Linked DNA regions of Danio rerio: region 2 is linked to region 1. The links are chromatin contacts, called in public HiChIP or PLAC-seq maps. All regions are on one chromosome and are shown on one strand. The core of a region is the stretch at or near the end of the contact, and the rest is flanking DNA. Distances in the headings are between cores, read along the strand shown.

Evidence for each region. HiChIP or PLAC-seq counts read pairs in DNA pulled down with a chosen protein or histone mark.
Region 2: a contact with region 1 is called in an H3K4me3 HiChIP or PLAC-seq map of embryo, with 3 times the contacts expected there. The contact joins the promoter of slc35f6 here to the promoter of si:dkeyp-117h8.4 in region 1. A contact is called at or near these places in 3 of 18 Hi-C or Micro-C datasets (caudal fin, hematopoietic stem cells and an unstated tissue) and 1 of 4 datasets of contacts at active chromatin or transcription factors (embryo).

Annotation. Positions count from the first base shown.
Region 1 is chr20:28,319,078-28,323,346 of GRCz12tu, reverse strand. si:dkeyp-117h8.4 reads left to right here and starts at 2,052. Exons shown (of 10, transcript NM_001082878.1): 1 at 2,052-2,218; 2 at 2,356-2,422; 3 at 2,509-2,561; 4 at 2,772-2,802; 5 at 2,904-2,929; 6 at 3,240-3,309; 7 at 3,537-4,269. The coding sequence starts at 2,144. aasdh (aminoadipate-semialdehyde dehydrogenase) reads right to left here and starts at 1,712. Exons shown (of 14, transcript NM_001423801.1): 1 at 1,382-1,712; 2 at 1,153-1,273; 3 at 796-1,058. The coding sequence starts at 1,614.
Region 2 is chr20:28,585,999-28,590,267 of GRCz12tu, reverse strand. slc35f6 (solute carrier family 35 member F6) reads right to left here and starts at 1,789. Exons shown (of 6, transcript NM_001002559.1): 1 at 1,607-1,789. The coding sequence starts at 1,683. It overlaps mideasa (mitotic deacetylase associated SANT domain protein a), which reads left to right and starts at 3,882. Exons shown (of 13, transcript NM_001045193.1): 1 at 3,882-4,269.

The DNA of each region.
Region 1 (4,269 bases), core at 803-3,302:
TCTGCTATCTCACAATATTAATTTGAAAAGAACAGTCGAGGCGACAGTGCTCGACGACTGAGCCACCACGCTGCTCTACTTTAGCTTTATTTCAAATGTTTTCAATACTTTTATTCATTACTGTAATTGTTTTACTATATATAATCAAGAAGTATTCTAAAAATGCTTGAAATAGGACTGTTACACCAAATATTTTCAACTTAAGTGTCACGTCAATGTAAAAGGACTTCTTCAATAATAAATAAAATTGGACAATGATTAGCTTAGCCAGACGCTGCATTCCAAACAGGATATTTCAGCTGCTCAGATGGGCACTTTGGAGTGAAAAAATATCATGGCCACCATATTTAAGTGTCATTCCAAGCAGAAGTGGTCAAAGCTGGTCACTTCAAAGGGCTCTTTGGAATGAAGTATTTTAAAAGGTACAACTGATGGACACTTCGGGCCATGATTCTATGTGCAGGGAAGTTGATTGGTGTCACATACTGCATTTAATTTGGGAGGACTCCTCCCTATGCTCTAATAATCCCTTCAAATGTACTTCTCAAAGGAATTAGGGCTTTCTGAATAGAACCCAGCAAGAGTTTCACGGTCTAAACGTGAAACATTAGTCTGTTGTGTTTTCGGACACATTTTTATGGATAGTAGATTAGTGATTTAATACTGTTAAGTCAAATTTTAATGTATTTTTTTACAACCAGGTAAACAATTGAACACATTTGTTTAAAAAAAAAAACAAACAAACAACAAAAACACTGGATATTTACAATAGAATGCTGAATGCTGTGTTCTTACCGCAGGTGTATAATATTGGGCACAATACACCTGTGTGGGACCTTCACTATTTTAGGAAGGCCTGTTGTTCCGGATGTATGCAGAATATAAGCCAAAGGCTCCCCCTGCTGGATATTTTTGGTCACGGCAGAGCTGAAAGGCGCATCGTTCGCTTGACTGTTTTCCTTCTGCTCACTTTTTATTTTGATTAAAGTGAGTCTGTGTGAACAAAATGTTGCACATACTTCCACGGATATCAGGATAGAAAAGGCACTCTGGAATTGCTGTTGGTTACAAAATGTGCAGTTAATAACAACAATTAGAATTAATATAATATAATATAATATAATATAATATAATATAATATAATAAGCCCACATGAAGCAGCTCATTTTGTATCAAGCAGAAGCTCAATCTGCAGTTGTTGATCATTCTCAGGCTGCACTGAGGTGGTGATGCAGGATCCAGAGGTAAATATGCTGCAGGAAACTGCAGGATACTGTTTGAAGACACAATTTACAAATTATTAGCAAAAAAACTGTATTTTGATATTAACTAGCTACTAGAATAACCCATTCTAAGCAAGCATCGACACAGTGATTCGTACCCTATTATCCAGACAGGAAGAAGAACATCTGGATGGCAGAATAACCCTATTGCACCTTCATGATTCTGGACAGAGACGCGCAGTTGTGCAGTTAATTCATCTGACATGAAAATAAGTTCATCATATGTTAAAGAGACGCGCGCTGCGATGCTGCTGTCAAACGCGACAGCTCTTTTATCGCCGTGAGCGCGCGCCGCCTCGTGCACTAGCTCGTAAAGGAGTTTCGCTGTCATGTCTGAGCGAAAAATGTGTTAAATAATCATTTGATTAACTACATTGTACATTGCAATATACTAGTTCATGAGCGCCTGCAAACTAGTATACAGACGAGAGCGAATCGCTCGGTTGAGTCGAATGCTCGGTTAGAACAGGTTCACAGAGATTTAAATGAGTCGTTCACGAATTTAAACGAGTCTCCCTTAAATCGGTAAATCGCGGTAATCAATCTTTAAAATCATGGAACTGATTGCTACTTCTTGTCCACAATTTACTTTAAAAACATGAGTGACTTGAGTACACATTTTTTTAAATTCAGACCCGTTTTTAAATGAACCATTCAAACGAACCGATTCGCAAAGATGACTCTGACAAATCAGTTGATAAACTCGCGCTTTAAGATGACGTTTTTTGTGTCGCTTGAAAGAACGTCCAATCAGAGATCGAGATTTTCACTCGGGAAATTCGAAAGTTTAACCGAACCGCTGCGTCAAAGCATATATTGGTCAAATAAACTTGGCTTGTAGTAGAATTTATTTATGCAACATGCCTTTATATACAGATCAGTTCAAGAGAAATAACGATGTCTTCAGAAACACAATGGAAGCGATTTTTCAAAAGGTAAGCAGTTTTAATGCAAACGTGCGTTTAAGAGAGAGAGAGAGAGAGAGCCTGTATTGGCCTAACTTTACGTTTTATCTATTTAAAAACTCACATGAAGCACTGTACGTTTAATAATATTTTTATGTGCTTTCTAGTATTCCAATCTAAGCGATGCTGGAATAGACATCTGTCTGAAAACAATGACCTGCAGGACTGGAAGAGGTAGGCGAAAATGTTGAAACTAGTAACTGATGCTTTTACTGTTGTGCTAATTTATGTGACTCATTTTGTATGGTACATTCTTATAGGTCCTGTGCCCATTGACAGTGCAGAGGGAGAACGTGAGCTGGAAGCATTAAAGGTGCAAATCAAGCGAAATTATGTCCCAAGAAGATACATTCATAGACAGTTTCTAACATGTATATTTAGCTGATTTCTACTTTTCTGGATATGATGATGATGATGATGATGATGCTACTCAGTTGTTCAAAAAGACAGCATGATCTGGTCATTTTCTATGGGTGTTTATTTTTTGGCTTCTTACATTTACCATTTCTTTCAATACATTCAGACTCGAGTTAGAGCAGACTATTCAGTGAGGGGTAAGAAACCTTTTTTTTTTTTTGTATATTGGGTCATTTAAATAAGCTGTTTTGACAATAATGCCATTTTACGTTTAATCTCTTTATCCTTTATTTTGTAGAGTTTGAAGACCAGGAAAATGATAAGGTAGGTTGAAGAGAAATTATAGAATTTGGCTCTTATTTTGACTTGATTATGATTTAACTAGATTCAGGGGCCTTTAATTGATCTATCATTGATTGAGTCCATTTATATGTCTAATCCTCACAAATGCAACCAAACTTTGACTAGGATCATGACGACAGCTCATTGACTTCTAGAATGACACAAGCAATAACAAGAGTAAATAAATCGATATATCTTCGTATTGCTTCAGCTCTGCGTGAAGTATTTCTATGTAAACAAGCCTGTATTGTAAAGTTTCTTAACTTCTGTTTTGATACTTCACCATTTTCAGATGGACATGTCAGGGGTCACCGAGGATGATCTTAACGGCTCTGGTCAACAGGAAGACAGCAAAAATCTATGTAAGAAATGAGTGTGTGTGTGTGTGTGTGTGTGTGTGTGTGTGTGTGTGTGTATATATATATATATATATATATATATATATATATATATATATATATATATATATATATATATATATATAATTTTATTTTATTTTTTTTAAATAATACTGCTACACTTAAGTAATAAATGTAAGTAAGAAAACACATCTGCAATTTTGAAGTTTACTTCTGTGATCATCATCTAGGGCACGGAGCTGAATCATTCCAGCAATCAGTGAATTTAAACACCACATCTCCTGGGTCTTTGTGGAGTGAGTTATCTTTGCCTAAGGAAGAGGATGAGGAACTGGAGAAATCTTTGAGCAGCAATGGCAGCACTCTTTTGGATGTCTATCCCAGCATGCTTAACCAGATTGGTGAAGCATACCGGCGCCAACACTTGACTGATACGGCGAGATCTGTGGTACAGAAGTATCGCCGCAATCACTGGCAAACTGGTCCAACACAGCGCAACACATCCTTCAAAAACAGACACGGCTGCACATTAAACAAAACAACAGATATCTCATTCTCCAATCAAATTCAAAGTCCAGCACAAAGAAACATCGGTAACTGTTTCAAGGGTAGTCCAAAACTACAAAATCTACTCAAGAACAAACTAAAGTCTTCTCCACTCAATATATCCTACGAGTCCAGTGCCTGTTTTTACTCACCCAGAAGGAACAGCGTAGATGTGAGCGGTGTGACGGATCAGTCTGCATGGATTGATGTAGCTTTAACCAGGAAGCCGGAGCAGAATCCTGCTCGTGTGATTGACTTCTCAACACCTTCATATTCTGGTTCCCCTTCACATAGTGACAAATCTCCAGATCTGGACCAGACCTATGATGTTGAACCAACATCTCCTGCTGTTCCAACCTTATCGATCTTGACTTCTCCACAACAAAGCAGAGCAGGTCTGTCTATTACTGACCAGAG
Region 2 (4,269 bases), core at 540-3,039, 270 kb before region 1:
GTAGTGACATGCTTTAACTATGAATAGTTGAAATAGCTGAGAACATTAAATCAACAATAGCTTAAAGAGATAGTTCACCCAAACATTTTAATTTACTCATCCTCAAGAGGTTTTTAAACCTTTTAAAGTATCTTTTATTGAACACAAAATATTATATTATAAAGAATGTTGGAAACTAGACGTCTATAAAGGGAAATGTAAAATTCTGTGGAAGCCAATGACCAGTTTTCAACATTCTACAAAATAAAACTCTAACAGGTTTGGGATAAGAGGAGGCTGAGGATGATGAGAATGAAATGTTTCATTCATAGGTAAACTTCCCAGTAAATTTGGAGCTGCACTATTAGTTTGTCCTAACAATGATGGATAAGAGTTGTGTATGAAAAACCTGTAACAATTATTACACAATAATAATGTTCAATTCAATTTTTTGTTATAATGAGCATTCACAAACTAAAACATTAAAGGGACTTCCATACAGGCTGAACTTTAAATATCTTACATTTTTTAATCTCGTCATCTTATTAAGCAGTCATGTGTCTTCAGATGACTTTGATTTAACAGCTCATGGATTTTTTATCTCTCTATGAAAGCCTCAGAGTTTTGAGTGAATACACTTTGAATACAGAGAGAGAATCTCTCAGAATTTATTAAAAATATCTCCATCTACAAACTTTATATGGGTTTTAAGTTATATTAAACATTTTTGCAGAATTTTTAAGTGAACTAAACCTTTAAAAATATAACTAGTCTTACATGGGTTAGTCACTGTAAGTTTAATAAGTAACAAAGTTGTGCTACTGTCATTTTTACAACCATGCATGACTGACATAAAGCCTGAAGATAAAAAGACCTTTTAGATGTAACAGTTTGTTTTAATTTATTTTACAATATACTTTTAGAAACATTCTGTTATAGCGAAAAGTTATTATGACATTGTAAAAATCAAGAGTGTACTTAAGAGTGAGATCACGGATACATCAACACCATCAGTGTCAGTTTTTCAGCAGATATATGGGATAACGTGTGGTATCCGGTATCTTCTGCCTAGAAACGTTAAGCTTCTGTTTTAGACACAAAGCTATATCAAGTTACAAGACGTTTGGCAGTATCTTCTTGACTCAGTGTACAACCCAATTCTACTTGTAAGACATATAATGCTGTGATGGCACTATTGACTAATAGTCACAAGTGATTTCAGACTGTCAAAATTGCTGATTTTGCAGTCTAAACATGTCACGACACGTCTGATCAACTGCACGTGAGTCTAATAATCTTTTCCTCAAATTTTAGTCATGTTGTTTAGGGACTAAAAGGTCAATGGGTGATATTTAATCTAGTTTGTGCTTAAGTAAAATTATGACAGGTTTTAAATGTACTCTTCCAGATGTTACAAAATATATGGTACAAAATATCACGTAATGGATACATAAAAATAATGACATAATGTGCGGCTTTATAAACAACGTAAAACATAATTGTTTCAGCTATTTGATTAAAGGTAAAAGTTTGGTTGATAAAAGCACAAAAAAACAAAAAAACAAAATATCATACGGTATGGAATCCTATGTAAACAAACAGCATCTGGCGCGTGCGCATTACTTACTTTGCGGAGAGTGTGTTTAGAGAGCCTGTCGTGAGCATCAGCCCGGCGAGAAAGAGCTGATATTTTGTCCACTTCATCGTAAGTGTGGGGCTGAGTGAGCGCGAGCATCAGACACTCAAGATATCTTGAGATGTGCCTTTCTTGCTGATGGCTACAGCAATCTAAACAGGTCGTTCCCCCTGTATCCAAATCACATGACGGTGATCATGTGACACACCAGCTGACGCCTCATTTCCGTAGAAGTATGAGAAGGCAAGCATTTGGTGAACAGCACAGATATTTATGAATAATGATGATGTGTTTGTTGCCTGAAATAAATAAATAAATAAATAAATAAATAAATAAATAAATAAATAAATAAATGTCAGTTTAGTTTACAGCAAAGCTGGAAAATAAACTAGAAAACATTATTTGATTCAGGAAACATTTTTTATTTGGTGCACTTCATTGCAGTGTCTAGTTTCCTTTGAACCTGTTGATCAAAACAAAAACATTCAGATTAATTTACTGATAATGCAACAACAAGTGTCTTCTTGTATTTGCATTGTATGAAAAAAAGATTAAAGGTATCATGAATTAAATAAATTTAAAAAAAGACTCTCCAAGATTTTCCTTAGTAGACCATTATAGCATTTTAGCTTAATGCTATAACCTATAATTTGAGAGCCACTGACCAGCATTTTATGAATCACGAAAGCCCACAGTTTCAATCTCTACAAGCTCTACTGAGGAAAATATTTATATATATATATATATTTGTGTATGGTCTAATGGGGAGCAAATTTACATTTTTGGATGACTTATCTATTTAATGAACACACCTTTTTTTACATTTACCAATAAAAAAAACTCATAAAAATGTATTCAGGTTTTTTGAACTAGTAGCTACTTATTTTTATGTTACTATTATTTGATAATAGTTCTTATTTATTAGTTAGTACTATTTAATCCAATAGTTACTAGACTTTAATTATCTTTGTTAAAAAATAAATATTTTTTTTTGATTGATAAATGTTTAATGGGTTGACATGAGTGTCAACCTCAACTTTCTTTCCACTTTCTTTCTTTTTTTTCTTTCTTTCTGTCCTTTTTTTTGGGGGGGGGGGTGTAGCACACATCAATGATCACTGTCAGCTTCTTCTCTGTCAAATGATGTCACTTTCGAGTCAGAGCAATATGCAAATGTGACAGGACTGACAGAAACATGGGGGCATTGTACATTTATTTGTATTATATATTTGTAGTACTTATTTCTTAGTTGTAATTTATAATTTCATGTTTTATCAGTTGATGTGAATGATAACAATTGAAATCAAATTAAATCACTTTTATTGTCACATCAGCTGCAGCACGTGTAGTATGAGGAGTGAAAAGCTTAGGTGCTTGCTTCAGACAGTGCAAAATACAACAACAGTGCAAAATAAAACAACATACTCCCAGAAAACAAAACAATATATAATTAGCTCTGTTGAGAGTAATCCGTAGAAGACAATAAATACGTGAAAGACAATACATGTGTTAAGAAATACACACACATGTAGGCACAGATAAACAAGTACACAGTCAAAAAAAATGTGCATACATAGTCTGATTGTTGGTGGAAAATTATTGTAGGCAATATTGTTTTAGGTAAGAATTGGTTGAAGTGTAGTGCATGTAGTGAGTGGATATTGCTGTTTCTGATTTTTTTTTTCTTCTGAAAAAACAGTTTATAGCATAACAAAACTATTAAAGCTGTTTACGTTAAATTGGACTGAGGACAATGACAGGGTTTGTACATTTGTAAAGTGCTTTTAGTAAAGAATCTGAGAACCAAACGAATGACATTTCTTTACAAAACAACACACAGAGCAAAATCCTTTCATTCATTTTTGGGGATGAAATTCTTCTTATTCACTGTATTTATGTTTTTATTTCAGGGACAGATAATGTACATTTCTTATAGAATGTCCATTACATTATTGTGGTAAGAGATGGACATCAATTTACAACCTTTACAGGGTTGTTCTTATTATAAAGCGCCATAAAAACATTATTCATTTTCTTATTAGCTTGCATTTATTCACATCCCACTATATACCACAAAGTGCTTAAAATAAAAGTGATACTGTCTGTAATAAAAAAGACCTTCTGTTTCTGTTGCTCTCCCAAACTCAACACTGTATATGACACATTCCATTCCAGCAGTGCGCGAGAAGTTCCTTCCGTCCAATCACAGTGTGCGCCTTCTGTCGCCTCGCCTTCAATCCGAAACTCTCTGATTGGCTGCGTCGGTGCGAACTGTTTTGTTGATAAATAACTTTGATAGATTGATTATTTTTCAAGAGGATCCTCGAACTCCACACATCCTGCAAACAATATCGGTAACGTAACGCTGAAGCGACAGAATGTAAACAGGAAAACTGGTTTGGTGACTACAGCTGAGGAGTTACTCGGATACAAAAAGTTGTAACATTTGTCAGCCTGCATGTAAAACAGGCCTCTCGGTGCATTATAATGACACGTTATTCTGGCGTGTTAAATGTGCGTAACGTTTCTTCGGTCTAGGCGTTTACGACGGACTGCATTGTGCGTAGTTTGTATATGGTCATGCACGCTGCTGTTGACTTTGCCCAGGGCTGGAGCTGTTTTGTAAGGTGCTGTCAGCCGAACTTGAAAAGTAA